4 separate regions of the Mus musculus genome follow, and all the other regions are linked to region 4. A link is a contact called in public HiChIP or PLAC-seq data. All regions are on one chromosome and are shown on one strand. Each heading gives the region's core, a stretch centred on a gene start, on an enhancer-like site or on the middle of the called end of the contact. The rest is flanking DNA. Distances are from core to core; before and after follow the strand shown.

Region 1 (2,811 bases), core at 60-2,559, 200 kb before region 4:
AATCCATCACTAGGGCAGTTAAAGTGGGAAGATGGTGAGTCCCAGGCCACCCTGGCTATAGCAAGACCCTGTCTCAGAAAGAAGCCAGAATTCAACTTTCTGATTTACATAGGGTTAGGCAAGGCTCTGCTGACCCTGAGGCCTCTCTGTAATTGGAGTACAGAAGCAGCCACAGGTAGTTTGCACAAAGATGAGGACAGATATGGATCCTGAAACTATTTACAAAAAGCAGAAGCCAGACTTGGCCCTTAGGCCACACCAATCCCTGTACTATTCCATTAGAGGAGTGGTCTTTAAAATGCCTGAGAGATGGGTTCTTAGCTTTTGAGGAACTGGAGTTACCTTTGTGACTCTACTGACACCCAGGGCTCCTGCAGACACTGGCAATTTACAGTTATCTTAGGAGGGTCTTAGTCTGCTGCCATAGTTGATGGACTCTGCACTACGGTACTGAAGAAGGAATGGAGCTGAGGGAGAAACAAGGTTCTGAGGTGGCATGAGAACAAAAGACTATTATGGTGACTTTGTCTTTTCTTCTCTCCCTTCTCTCCGTATCTGTCTATCTCTATCTCCCTGTCCACCACCACTACCAGTCTGAGTGTGTGTGTGTGTGTGTGTGTGTGTACACAGAGAGAGACATACCTATAGCCCTGGTACTTGTTCTGTATGTAGATCAGACTGGCCTTGAACTCACATAAATCCACCTGCCTCTGTCTCCCAAGTACTGGGATTAAAAGCATTCACCACAATACTGGGCCTTTTCTTATCTTCATGTGTTCCCTATATGTGTTATTTTTATGAACATCTAAGGTGATGAAGCTAATAGCAAGAGAAAGGCTGTGTATATATAAAATGAAGAGTCTTTGATTTATAAGACAAAAAAAAAAACCTTGAAAAGTTTATATTCTCATCCACTGAGAGATAAGGGAAGACATAGTAATTAAATGAAGGTTACACTTGGTCTCAGTGTCCTTGTTAAGAGGAAAGTGAGTGACGGGGGGGGGGGGGTTGGAGGGAGCAGAGCTGGAGCAAAAGGGAGAGGGAAGGGGGAAAAAGAGGAAAGTGAACTGTCTAGAAATGAGTGTCCTTGGACTTCACCCTGTGTAAGTTGACAGTTTTCCTGCCCCACCCCCACCCCATCACTGCCCATTATATCCAGTTAGTCTAACTAGAACAGGACTCAAGTGGGAGTTGAATAGAACAGCTAGCCATGTAGTAGGGCTTTTGTTCATGAAGCCATCAGTTAGGGCTCAGGAAGCTACACATCTGCCGAGGAGGAAACAGCAGCCTATTTTAACTCTATATAAAGACTCCTGAGTGGCTGTGGTTAGGTCAAGTATTGCCCAACAAGTCAATAACAGCTAAGTTAGCACCAGGCATAGTGGTGCACACTATAATCCAAGTCCCAGAGAGACAAAGGGGCTACAGTGCAAGATTGTCTCGAAACAAAACAATTTCTCTCTATGTCTCTTCATATTCTTTACTTTCCTGGGCCTTTTCAGCAAAACCAGACACTAGACTGGTCAGATGGGCTGCAGCCTGATGTTTCTTCTCTTTTCCATTTAACAGATAACACCACTAGTCTGACTGATGAACACCTGAACCCTATCAGGGAAAACCTGGGAAGGCAGTGGAAAAACTGTGCCCGCAAGCTGGGCTTCACTGAGTCTCAGATCGATGAAATCGACCATGACTATGAAAGAGATGGACTGAAAGAGAAAGTTTACCAAATGCTTCAGAAGTGGCTGATGCGGGAAGGCACCAAAGGGGCCACAGTGGGAAAGTTGGCCCAGGCACTTCACCAATGTTGCAGGATAGACCTGCTGAACCACTTGATTCGTGCCAGCCAGAGCTAAGCCTGGGCAGGCTCTGGCAGTGGGAAGCAAACTATTTGTCTGGTGCACAAACCCCGTTTGCCCACTAGCCTTCAGAACTCTATCTCAGCATGAGCTCTGCATTTGAGCACACAGGGTCATGCAGTTTGGAACTGGTGGATGGGAAGAGAAATCTGAAGCCCACAGTGATTCTTCAGAACATGCAAGCATAAAGACCGCTGAATGAATGGTCGGTCCATGACCAGTAGGAGGAAAAAAATTAAAAATACAGTGTATTGAGTTTTCAAAGGGAGAGAAGATGTTGGGGGAAGGTGGCCTTCGTTCAGCTTGTGTCATAGTCATCACTTAGGTTATTTGCTCAGTTTCCTGTGGTTTCATTGGGTAAGGGGAAAACAAACAAAAAACATTCAAAGAATGTAAAATCAGCTAGCTTCCCGCTTCATGGACTGTGAGTCAGAAAAGTTCTGCTCAAATGCCTTCTATGAGCCACGGCTCTTCTAAAAACTATAGGATCTGTTAACTTGAGCATCCAATGCTGTACTGTCACCTTAAGCTTTAAGAATCATGTGTAATTCTAGTCTATCAAATTATCAATTAGTGAGAGATTTTTAAGGAGTGCTAAGGAGAAAAAGGTGCAGGGCAGAGAGAGATCTTCAGGTACTGGCTGTCATTGCAGCTCAGGTACTGGCTGTCATTGCAGAGCTGCTGCTGGTTCTGGCTGCTGTAAAAAGTCTACTTTTAAGTTTCTAAAGTTTCTCTACCATTCTGGCGCTTCATGCAGTTTCCCACCCTGTGAGCCCCACAGAGGGAACAGATGTGCAGGAAACACTGATCGGGAAATACCATCTCCTCCTCTCTGGATATGACTGGTGCCTTAGCACTGTTCCCTGTGCCCAATAAACTGTTTCCTCAGTTTTCTCCAGTGTGCTGTACAAATATGTTTCTTCTGTGTGCCACCAATCAAGAAAGGACAGCT
Region 2 (3,176 bases), core at 657-3,156, 230 kb after region 4:
TGTTCTTCCTATGGGTTGCAAATCCCTTCAGCTCCTTCAGTCCTTTCTCTAACTCCTCCATTGGAGACCTCATGCTCAGTCCAATGGTTGGCTGCAAGCATCCACCTCTGTATTTGCCAGGCTCTGAAGAGCCTCTCAGGAGACAGCTATATCAGGCTCCTGTCAGCAAGCACTTCTTGGCATCCACAATGTGTCTGAGTTTGATATCTGTACATGGGATGGAGCCCCAGGTGGGGTAGTCTCTGGATGGCCTTTCCTTCAGTCTCTGCTCCACACTTTGTCTCCAAATTTCCTCCCATGAGTATTTTGTTCCTCCTTCTAAGAAGAACCAAAGCACTCACACTTTGATCTTCCTTCTCCTTGAGCGTCACGTGATCTGGAATAACAAAAAACCCAGGATAGCAAAAACTATTCTCAACAATAAAAGAACTGCTGGGGGAATCACCATCCCTTGACCTCAAGCTGTACTACAGAGCAGTTGTGATAAAAACTGCATGGTATTGGAACAGACACAGGCAGGTAGGTAAACGGAATAGAACTGAAGACCCAGAAATGAATCCACACACCTATGCTCCCTTGATCTTTGACAAAGGAGCTAAAACCATCTAGTGGAAAAAAAGATAGCATTTTCAAGAAATAGTGTTCCTTCAACTGGTGGTCAGCATATAGAAGAATGCAAATTGATCCATTCTTATCTCCTTGCACAAAGCTCCAGTCCAAGTAGATCAAGGACCTCCACATGAATCCTGATACACTGAAACTAATAGAAGTGAAAGTGGGGAAGAGCCTCGAACACATGGGCACAGGGGAAAATTTCCTAAACAGAATACCAATGGTTTGTGCTCTCAGATCAAGAATCGACAAATGGGACCTCATAAAATTGCAAAGCTTTTATAAGGCAAAAGACACTGTCAATAGGACAAAATGGCAACCAATAGTTTTGGAAAAGATCTTTACCAACCCTACATCTGATAGAAGGCCAATATCGAATATATACAAAGAACTCAAGAAGTTAGACTCCAGAGAACCAAATAACCCTATTAAAAATGAGGTACAGAGCTAAACAAAGGATTCTCAACTGAGGAATACCAAATGGCTGAAAAGCACCTAAAGAAATGTTCACCATCCTTAGTCATAGGAAATGCAAATCAAAACAACCCTGAGATTCCACCTCACACCAGTCAGAATGGCTAATACCAAAAACGCAGGTGACAGCAGATGCTGGTGAGGATGTGGAGAAAGGTTGGTGGGATTGCAAGCTGTTACAACCACTCTGGAAATCAGTTCGGCAGTTCCTCAGAAAATTGGACATAGTATTACCTGAGGACACAAGTATACCACTCCAGGGCATATACCCAAAAGGTGCTCCAACATATAACAAGGACACACACTCCACTATGTTCATAGCAACCTTATTTATAGTAGCCAGAAGCTGGAAAGAACCCAGATGTCCTTCAACAGAGGAATGAATACATAAAATGTGGTACATTTACACAATGGTATACGACTCAGCTATTAAAAACAATGAATTCATAAAATTCTTAGGCAAATGGATGGAACTAGAAAATATCATCCTGAGTGAGGTAAAAGTCACAAAAGAACACATATGGTATGTACTCATTGTTAAGAGGATGTTAGCCGAAAATAGTCTTCTAAAAGGTGCTTCTTCCTGACCTCCTAACCTCCTGTGGTTGTTGCTCAGAACTAAAACAATTAATTCCCTGAGGCTGCCAAGAAGTGGCTGCTGCCTCTGGATCAGGAGACCAGAGCCACTTCTGTGACAGTATGTAGGAAATAAGTGCCATGGTTGCTTAACAAAGGTCACCTGTCCTCAGGGAGCTTATCTCCACAGTGGGAGAGCACATTCCTGAAAGTCCAGTGATATCTGGGCTGCTGGCTACCTGAGGGGAGTGAATCAGTCTGTGGCCAGCCGGCAGGATTCTGGAGCCATTCTGAAGAGCTCTCTGATTCTGTAAGATAAACAGAATCAGAGTCCTGGGAGTCACAATGGGAGTGGCACAGGAGGGTTGTGATCAGTGCATAGGCGCAGAGAGCAGAACAGACAGCCGTGTCCATTCATGCTATCTGACCACACCCCAGTTTCCTCATCTACGAGGCTGAAAGGGTTTGAGTCCCTTTACCACTATGCTGCCATGAGAATCAAGCGGGAAGTATACCTAAAGAGCTTACAACAGTGCCTAGAACACAGCAATGTGCTGAATGTGAGGGTTCCCGCAGTCCAGCACAGGGTGTTAATTCCTCATGATCTGTGAAGTCAAGTATTATATGTACAACTGCATTTTACAGGGGACCAAAAAAAAAAAAAAACCAGAAAGAAAGAAAGAAAGAAAGAAAGAAAGAAAGAAAGAAAGAAAGAAAGAAAGAAAGAAAGAAAGAAAGAAAGAAAATGGATTTGGAAGGAACTCCCACGGTCACACAATAATGGGTGGAAGGCAATCAATTTAAATCTGATGGGCTCTGGAAGTAAGATCTGTCATGGAGGTAACACCAAGCAACAGCATTCTTAGGAAGATGGACTGACCTGTGTGATTGACATCTATGTGCCTCTGCTGACGACTCCCATCCCCAAGGGTGAGAATGTGTCTGTTTAGCTCATCAGTGCCCCCCACCCCCGCAATATCCAGTACAATACACACCAGGTATGCAAAGAGCAAGTAAGTGAGCTACCAAAGGGATGCTCATTTGACCTAAGTTCTGTCAGTCACACAGGGCATATGAGTGCCTTGATTACCAGGAAGAATGAGGGAAACTGATAGCTGAAGCTAGGCTAACCTGGAATCTGACCGTTAGGCTTTTGATCCCCCCACCCATCTTGAGCTGAATTCTTGAGGAATAGGAGCCAATTTAACGCAGGGGATTCTGAGAGAAAGAGGAGCACTAGGCCCTGTTAGATTGTTCTGTTATTTTCTCTTGAGCTGAGGCAGGAGAATGTGAATTTTGAGAAGCCTAAACTACTCCCTTCTTGTACCTGAATCTTGTTGCTATCACTCTAATGGGTCACCCTGTCACACACGAGGTCGTGGAGCTATAACAACTCCCACTGGGCACTGCCTTCTAGATTGTCCTTGTCCTTTGCTCCTCTGGTCTGTGCCAGAACAGTCTGGTCAGTGTCATGTTGTTTCAGACAGTGTCTTGTAGCCTAAGATGCAGTATTT
Region 3 (3,096 bases), core at 410-2,909, 170 kb after region 4:
GACATGAAGATTCTGCCCCAAGGGGGCCAGCTACTGTGCTTATCAGTTCTAGACTTGAATCACTTTATAGTCATTGCATAAAATAATGGGTTTCATGATAACATTTTCATGGATGCAGTTTATGTACTGTGATCTTATTAACCCTTTCATTACCCTACTATTTCTCTATTTGCCTTGTGGTCTCTTGCTCTGCTAAATCATCCTCTTTTGGCCTTTATGCCTTAAAAAAAGTCTAGATTCTACATGTAACAGAAAACATGTGATGCTTGTCTTTCTGAATCTGCCTTCTTTTGCCTAACATGATGATCTCCAGGTCCATGCACTTTCCTGCAGATGACATCACTGTGTTCTTTGTGGATGACTGAATAAAATGCTATCATGTACGTATACCAATGCTCTTTATCCATTCACCTGTGGGTGGGTCTCCAGGCTGCTTCTGTAATTCGCTTTTGTGCATGATGCTGCAATGAACATGAATGGATCTTTATGGTTCGCCAACTCAAGATTCCCTTAGGTACATAGCCAGTGGGTAGCCACTGCTAAAGTGGGTTCACATGGTAGTTCTACTTTTAGGTTTTTTTTTTTGTTAGAGTCATACTAATTTCTATAGTGGCTGCCCTAATTTACAGAGCATAGCGTTCATCAAACCCTATATCCTTACCACCATTTGTTGCAGTTTGCTTTCTTGATGATTTATCTTTCTGTCACAGTGAGTTGTAACCTCAACATAGTATCAGTCTGTGTTTCCCTGATGGCTAAAGGGGTTGAACATTTTTCAGTTATTTACTGGCCATTTCTATTTCTATTTTTTTTAATAGGAACTGGTTTCACACTTAAAAAAAACAATGGTACTTGATGTTTCTTCCCACACAGGTCTACAGGTCTTAGGGTGACAAGGCATGGGTAAGAACCTAAATGACTTCTGGGGAAAAAGGAAAAGGGGGGAATGCACTGAGCCAGCTTAAGCTCGAAAGTCACCAAGCTCCTGGTCCAGCCAGGGGGAGCACTGGGCTCATGTTGGGCTCCATGAGTGAGTCAGCAGAGGTTGGTAAGTGGGCCTGGTAGGTCCTCAATCTGCGACTGAGTGAGAATATTGATTGCTCCAGTGCAAATGTGAGGGGATTGGTGGAGGGAAGAGACATACCGAGCAGAGGCAGAGGCAGAGGCATGAGGTGTCTGGCTTTTATATCCCTTCTCAGGAGTCTGCTGATGAGAGTGAAGCTAGTTCTTGTTCCTTATAGAAACCTGAGTCACTGTTATTGCTTTTGAAATAGGCTGGAGGTGAGCCAGCATGGGAGGGACAGGCAGGATGAGGAGGTGTGGAGCTGGTGACAGGCTGTGAGCATCAGTCAGCAGCTGTGGCATTTGCTTCTTTCTGAGCTGGACAGTGTTTATGAGCAGCCACAGTGTCCCCTGCAGAGAAAGTGCCTGAGCCAGACAGCTATGGATAACACCTTGGTTTATTTTATACCAGCCGGTCCCACTGTCCAAGGAGGGAATTATTATTTTGCCAAAAAGAGCATAACTTAGAAGCTGGAAGCACCAAGTACCTTCTAGACAGAAGGAAAGGATTCTGTTTGTTGTTCTGAGACAGGGTCAGCTCATCTAAGGAGAATGCTGGCCTCTCCTCCTCGGCTATGTCTGGAATTAATCAGGGCTAGACTGCTGGGTTCCAAAGAGAAATGAGACATGCAGTCCTTGAATACTGAGCATCACAGATCCAAGTTGCTATGGGATTCTAGAGAAAGAGAGGTCTGGATAGGTCCACGTTCATACAGCATGAGATTGTTAACAACCAAGGATTGAGTTCAGCAAATATTTATGAACTGGCAGCTCTTGTTAATGTCTGTGACTGTGAATAAGTCTAAGACTGTGATATATTTATGTCTCCCTCACCCCCACTACCCTTCATTCCTCTCCCTTCTTTATCCCTACCCTTCATTATTTCTCCTTTCTCTTGATTTTGATGGTTGGCAGGAAGGAAGTTCCTATCATAATTGCTTAGTTGAATAATCTCATAAGAAATCATAATCTTCGAAAGAACAAACAATCTTACGTCCAAGTTTTATCTATTTTATAAAAGAACAAAACCTAAGGCTGTTAAGCCTTAAGTAAATGTTTCAAAGAAGATTGTTTCTCTGAAGATATCATTATCTTCAGCTATTTTTCTGAGCTAACATTAGTAGGTTGGAATTTTACTTCTGCATGCACACACGTCTCAGTGTGACTTGAGTTTAGAACCTGTCAAGGTCTCCTTTCAAAGGAAGGTGACATTCTCAAGCTGCCTCCATTTCCCCTCTTTTTCCTCCCAGTTTTAGTGAGTAACATTATTACTGTGGCTGCTGACTGTGTCCCCATGCTCCAACATGTTTAAGGTTTAGCCTCTTTTACATGTGTTTGGAAAGAGTCATTACAGAAAGGTTCAATTAAGACCAGGTTAAGCCAGAAAACAGTGGGCCCTCAGCCAGTCCCTGAAGATCTCGGGAGTTGAAGAAAACTGTAACCAAACACCTGACCAAAAGCAGTTTAAGGGATAAAGAATTTATTTTGGCTCATAGTTCAAAGGAATACAGTCCATGAGGGAGGGGTGGGGGGTTGGGGAAGGGACAATAGCAAGAGATGCTAGTTCGTGTCAGAGAAAGGAGAATGCCAACTCTCTAACATAGTGGTTCTCAACCTTCCTGATGCTGTAACCCTTTAATGCAGTTCTCCATGTTGTAGTGAACCCCAAGCATGAAATTATTTTTGTTGCTATTTATAACTGTCACTTTGTTACTGTTATCAATTGTCATGTAAATATATGATATGCAACCCTGTGAAAAGGTCATTTGACCCCCAAAGAGGTCATAACCCATAGATTGAGGAGCAGCGTCCTGATGGCTTTTCTTTTTTCCTCTTTTCATTTTGTCTGGGACCTAGAAAAGAGTGTGAGATTCACCTAATCGGAAGCCTAACTAGGGAAGCTGGTGGATAATTATAGTCTAAAACCAAGGGCAGAAGAAGACCCATGTTCCGCTCAAGTTGCTGGAGAGAGAGAGAGAGAGAGAGAGGGAGGGGGAGAGAGAGAGAGAGAGAGAGAATTCTATCTCTCTGCCT
Region 4 (3,063 bases), core at 219-2,718:
TCTCTCATGCCTCAGTTTAGTCTCTAAACTGGAAGTCTGACTAATTCAAGAATTCTGGAAGGAGATTCTACAAATGTTGTGTCTGCACTTCACGCTGCGGAGGGGAGAGTATGACTCAGCTTGAAGACAAGGCTGCTGTGTGGATTTACAGGCTGCTCCTTAGCTTCCTGTCCTAGCTATATCCATCAGCATTCTCTGCCAGCTTTAGCATCCTCTGTGGACCAGGGTCAGAATTAAAATCCTTACTTGGAGTGCAAAGACGGTATGATTTTTTTTTTTCTCCTTCTATCTTTCCTTGTCTGCTGCTCTTAATTTTAGTTATTTTGTAAAGAAGAATTTGATATTCCAGTGAGGGTCATTCTGTTTAGGATGGATGTCATTATCACATGCCATCTAGCCCACCTGAGGGGTCTCATGTCACTCAGAACAAAAGCAAAGTGTTTCAGGATGGCTCTAGCCTTGGTGTGCTCCTGACCCCTTCCCTGTCTTTAACCTCCCCACCTGCCATTTCCATCAGTCACTCTAGCTACACTGGCTTCCCTTAGGTTCACATGCCCGGCAGGCTCCTACCCAAGTGCCATTGTACCATGAGTGATATCCAAATCCCCCTCAGTTGGTGATTCCTGCTTCTTACCTCCCCATGTTCCTGTAGTAGGGGAAGTGTTCTTTGGCATGGAGATCTGCATGGCCACACACCAGTTGCTGCACCCTCACCTGGGACAACGTTGTATACATAGGTTCCATGACCCTGTTCTCAGAGAGTGGGGCTGGGTCCAGTAAACCGGGGTGACAGACAGTGTAGTGGCACTGGTGCATTTTCTATTTAAGGACAACTGTGGCATGTCCTACAAATACTACTGACCCCTCCTCATAACTGGGAGGGCTAGTTTACCGGCTTGTTTTAGAGATGACAAAACCATATAGTTGGGAGGTCTAGAGCATGAACTTGGAATGTACATTTCTGATAACTCCCCAGGTGACAGCTCTAGAAGCAGGGCTCTGGGCACTGTAGGGTCTGCAGTATAGGTGGACTGTCACACCCACCAGCACTGCGGTCCCTGGTTAGTGTTCTCTTTGCAGCACTGCCATATCAACACTAACAGCAGCATGGGGGAGGAGGGTGCAAGGCTTGCAATACCAGGTGGCCTACAAGCCTTGGCACCATCAGAGGCTGGCTTTGCTACTGTGTGTGACTTTTCTCTGTTGGGCGAAAAAACCCCACCACAACATAGTTTTCAATGCCAAAGAGCAAGGCAGGCAGAGGTACAAAATGCCCTGGAGGTGCAAAGAAATTGAAAAATTCTATTTCAGATGAAAGAAATCTCAGAGAACATGGAGCAGGGCTGCTGGAGTTGGGTCCTAGTCAGATAAGGCTCATGTGGAATTGGTGGGTGTGAGAGGGGAGCCCATAACGAAACACCCAGCTCTTGCCTTGCTTAAAGATCTTGAAATTCAATTAGCAAATAAAACAAAGCTGAGGTCACACGAAACACGACAAGGGTCAGGGGCTGACTCATGCTGCCAGTCTGCAGCCACTGATCCCCATCCAACCATCTCATTTTATTAAAGGGGAAAATAAGGTCAGGGAGTCAGTTGGTGGTAAAGGCAAGGCTCGGTTCCAAGCCTCGGGCTCTCTGACCTCACTGCATTGGCTTTGGAGAATATAACCAATGAGGATTGCTTTGGGTTTAGTTTTAAATTAAGATTACAATAAAAACAGAAATCAGATCTGATAGGACACATGGTGGTTAAAATTAGCATCCCCCCTCCCCACAAGTGGAAAACCCTCCTGTACTGCGATCAACATTGAAACACCAGCCAGTCAAACAGGGAGTCAGATCAGGCCAGCAGCAGGAAAGCCATGTTCAAGAAACAGGCCTGTGGAGAGGGACTGTGTTAACAGAGAGCTTCGGTAGGTGGTTTTCTGTCCAGCCCAACTGAAGTACTTTGAGTAGGAGCAGTTCTGAGACTGACTAGGGATGAGCGCCATCTTGTCTTTTTGGCTCATGGTGTCCGCAGTGCAATTGCCTGCACTGGACACGAACAGTTGGATACCACTACACCCCAGTCCTCAGCCAAGCCCTGCCTCAGGAATTTAGCTATTCAGCCCCATTTCTGCAGTGAATTTCTCTTGTCTACATGTCCATGTGTTTATCATGGAACAAAGACTCAGAGGGCAGAATGTTCTTGAGTCCTAAGTAGGGGACTTCACAGGTCATGTTGTGGTCACCACATGTGTCGCGCTGTGTGCCAAGTGTGGGCTCAGTAAATAGATGCTGAGTAACATTACTGACCTTCAAGTAACAGAATTCTCCACTAGTCAAATCCCCCGGTGTTTAAGCCAAATTCTTCCTCAGCTGGACTCAAGTTTATTCCAGTGTGACACTACGAGCAGCTGTGTGGCCTTGGGGCAGCCACTTCACCTCCTAAAACCTTAGTCCGATGGAGGGGAGAATGGAGTGCTTCCATTGCAAGGAAGAACCAGCTTACAGTCGCTTCCGAGAAAGTCTCCCCTTTGAGAGACCTTTCTGCTCTAGGTCACCTGACACATTGTCAGTGGTTACTGTTCGCCCCTTGTTGCTCTCCCAGGTGAAAATCCTGGAAGTCCAAATCCCTAGTGTGGTGCTCACTAGTCTCCACAGTCACCTGTTTATTGGCCTGTCTGTTTCCTCACCTGCTGTTCTCCTCAATGTTCTTGGCAAGCAAGGCTTTAAGCTTCATGATCCCCTCCTTCCATTCCCCACCCATTGTCTTGGTCCACTTAAACCTGTTCCTCTTACTATCATTGACTAGCTTGGTTACTCGTCCTCTAATTCTCCCCAACCCCCCTTTGTCTGGACCACAGAGCCATGCTCTAGAACCCTTGAAACTACCTTCTCTGTAGCTTGGTTGCCCTCACAGCCGTAAAAGGAAAATCAGCCTTATTTCTCCGTGTCCTTCTCAATGCCTGGCATCTGCTTCACACTTAGCTGCCCCAAGAGAACCTACTGAGTAACACAGGAGTCTACATGGGTGGGAAAGGCCCTTTCCACGAGGGCTACCTCCAAGTGGGTAAATGAAAAA

What was found. HiChIP or PLAC-seq counts read pairs in DNA pulled down with a chosen protein or histone mark.
Region 1: a contact with region 4 is called in a FOXA1 HiChIP or PLAC-seq map of pancreatic cancer cells. The contact joins two enhancer-like sites. A contact is called at or near these places in 1 of 484 Hi-C or Micro-C datasets (myocytes) and 3 of 115 datasets of contacts at active chromatin or transcription factors (embryonic stem cells and pancreatic cancer cells).
Region 2: a contact with region 4 is called in a FOXA1 HiChIP or PLAC-seq map of pancreatic cancer cells. The contact joins two enhancer-like sites. A contact is called at or near these places in 4 of 115 datasets of contacts at active chromatin or transcription factors (double positive thymocytes, embryonic stem cells and pancreatic cancer cells).
Region 3: a FOXA1 HiChIP or PLAC-seq map of pancreatic cancer cells shows a contact between it and region 4. The contact joins two enhancer-like sites. A contact is called at or near these places in 1 of 484 Hi-C or Micro-C datasets (the N1E-115 cell line) and 2 of 115 datasets of contacts at active chromatin or transcription factors (embryonic stem cells and pancreatic cancer cells).

What each region holds. Positions count from the first base shown.
Region 1 is chr13:34,030,927-34,033,737 of GRCm38.p6, forward strand. Ripk1 (receptor (TNFRSF)-interacting serine-threonine kinase 1) reads left to right here. Exons shown (of 11, transcript NM_001359997.1): 11 at 1,570-2,811. The coding sequence ends at 1,856. Among named protein-coding and RNA genes, the nearest start is that of Bphl, 5.3 kb to the right of the region's middle. Within about 2 kb of position 1,310, at least 26 of the 459 cell types and tissues checked have an H3K27ac peak or open chromatin away from gene starts, as enhancers often do. A contact at or near this core is called in pancreatic cancer cells, where this site is marked.
Region 2 is chr13:34,459,220-34,462,395 of GRCm38.p6, forward strand. It overlaps Gm40908 (a long non-coding RNA gene), which reads right to left. Exons shown (of 3, transcript XR_873224.1): 3 at 338-376. Among named protein-coding and RNA genes, the nearest start is that of Gm40908, 21 kb to the right of the region's middle. Within about 2 kb of position 1,907, at least 40 of the 459 cell types and tissues checked have an H3K27ac peak or open chromatin away from gene starts, as enhancers often do. A contact at or near this core is called in pancreatic cancer cells, where this site is marked.
Region 3 is chr13:34,407,177-34,410,272 of GRCm38.p6, forward strand. No RefSeq gene overlaps it. Among named protein-coding and RNA genes, the nearest start is that of Slc22a23, 64 kb to the left of the region's middle. Within about 2 kb of position 1,660, at least 76 of the 459 cell types and tissues checked have an H3K27ac peak or open chromatin away from gene starts, as enhancers often do. A contact at or near this core is called in pancreatic cancer cells, where this site is marked.
Region 4 is chr13:34,233,088-34,236,150 of GRCm38.p6, forward strand. The region is part of intron 3 of Slc22a23 (solute carrier family 22, member 23); the gene reads right to left. Among named protein-coding and RNA genes, the nearest start is that of Gm52037, 37 kb to the left of the region's middle. Within about 2 kb of position 1,469, at least 30 of the 459 cell types and tissues checked have an H3K27ac peak or open chromatin away from gene starts, as enhancers often do. A contact at or near this core is called in pancreatic cancer cells, where this site is marked.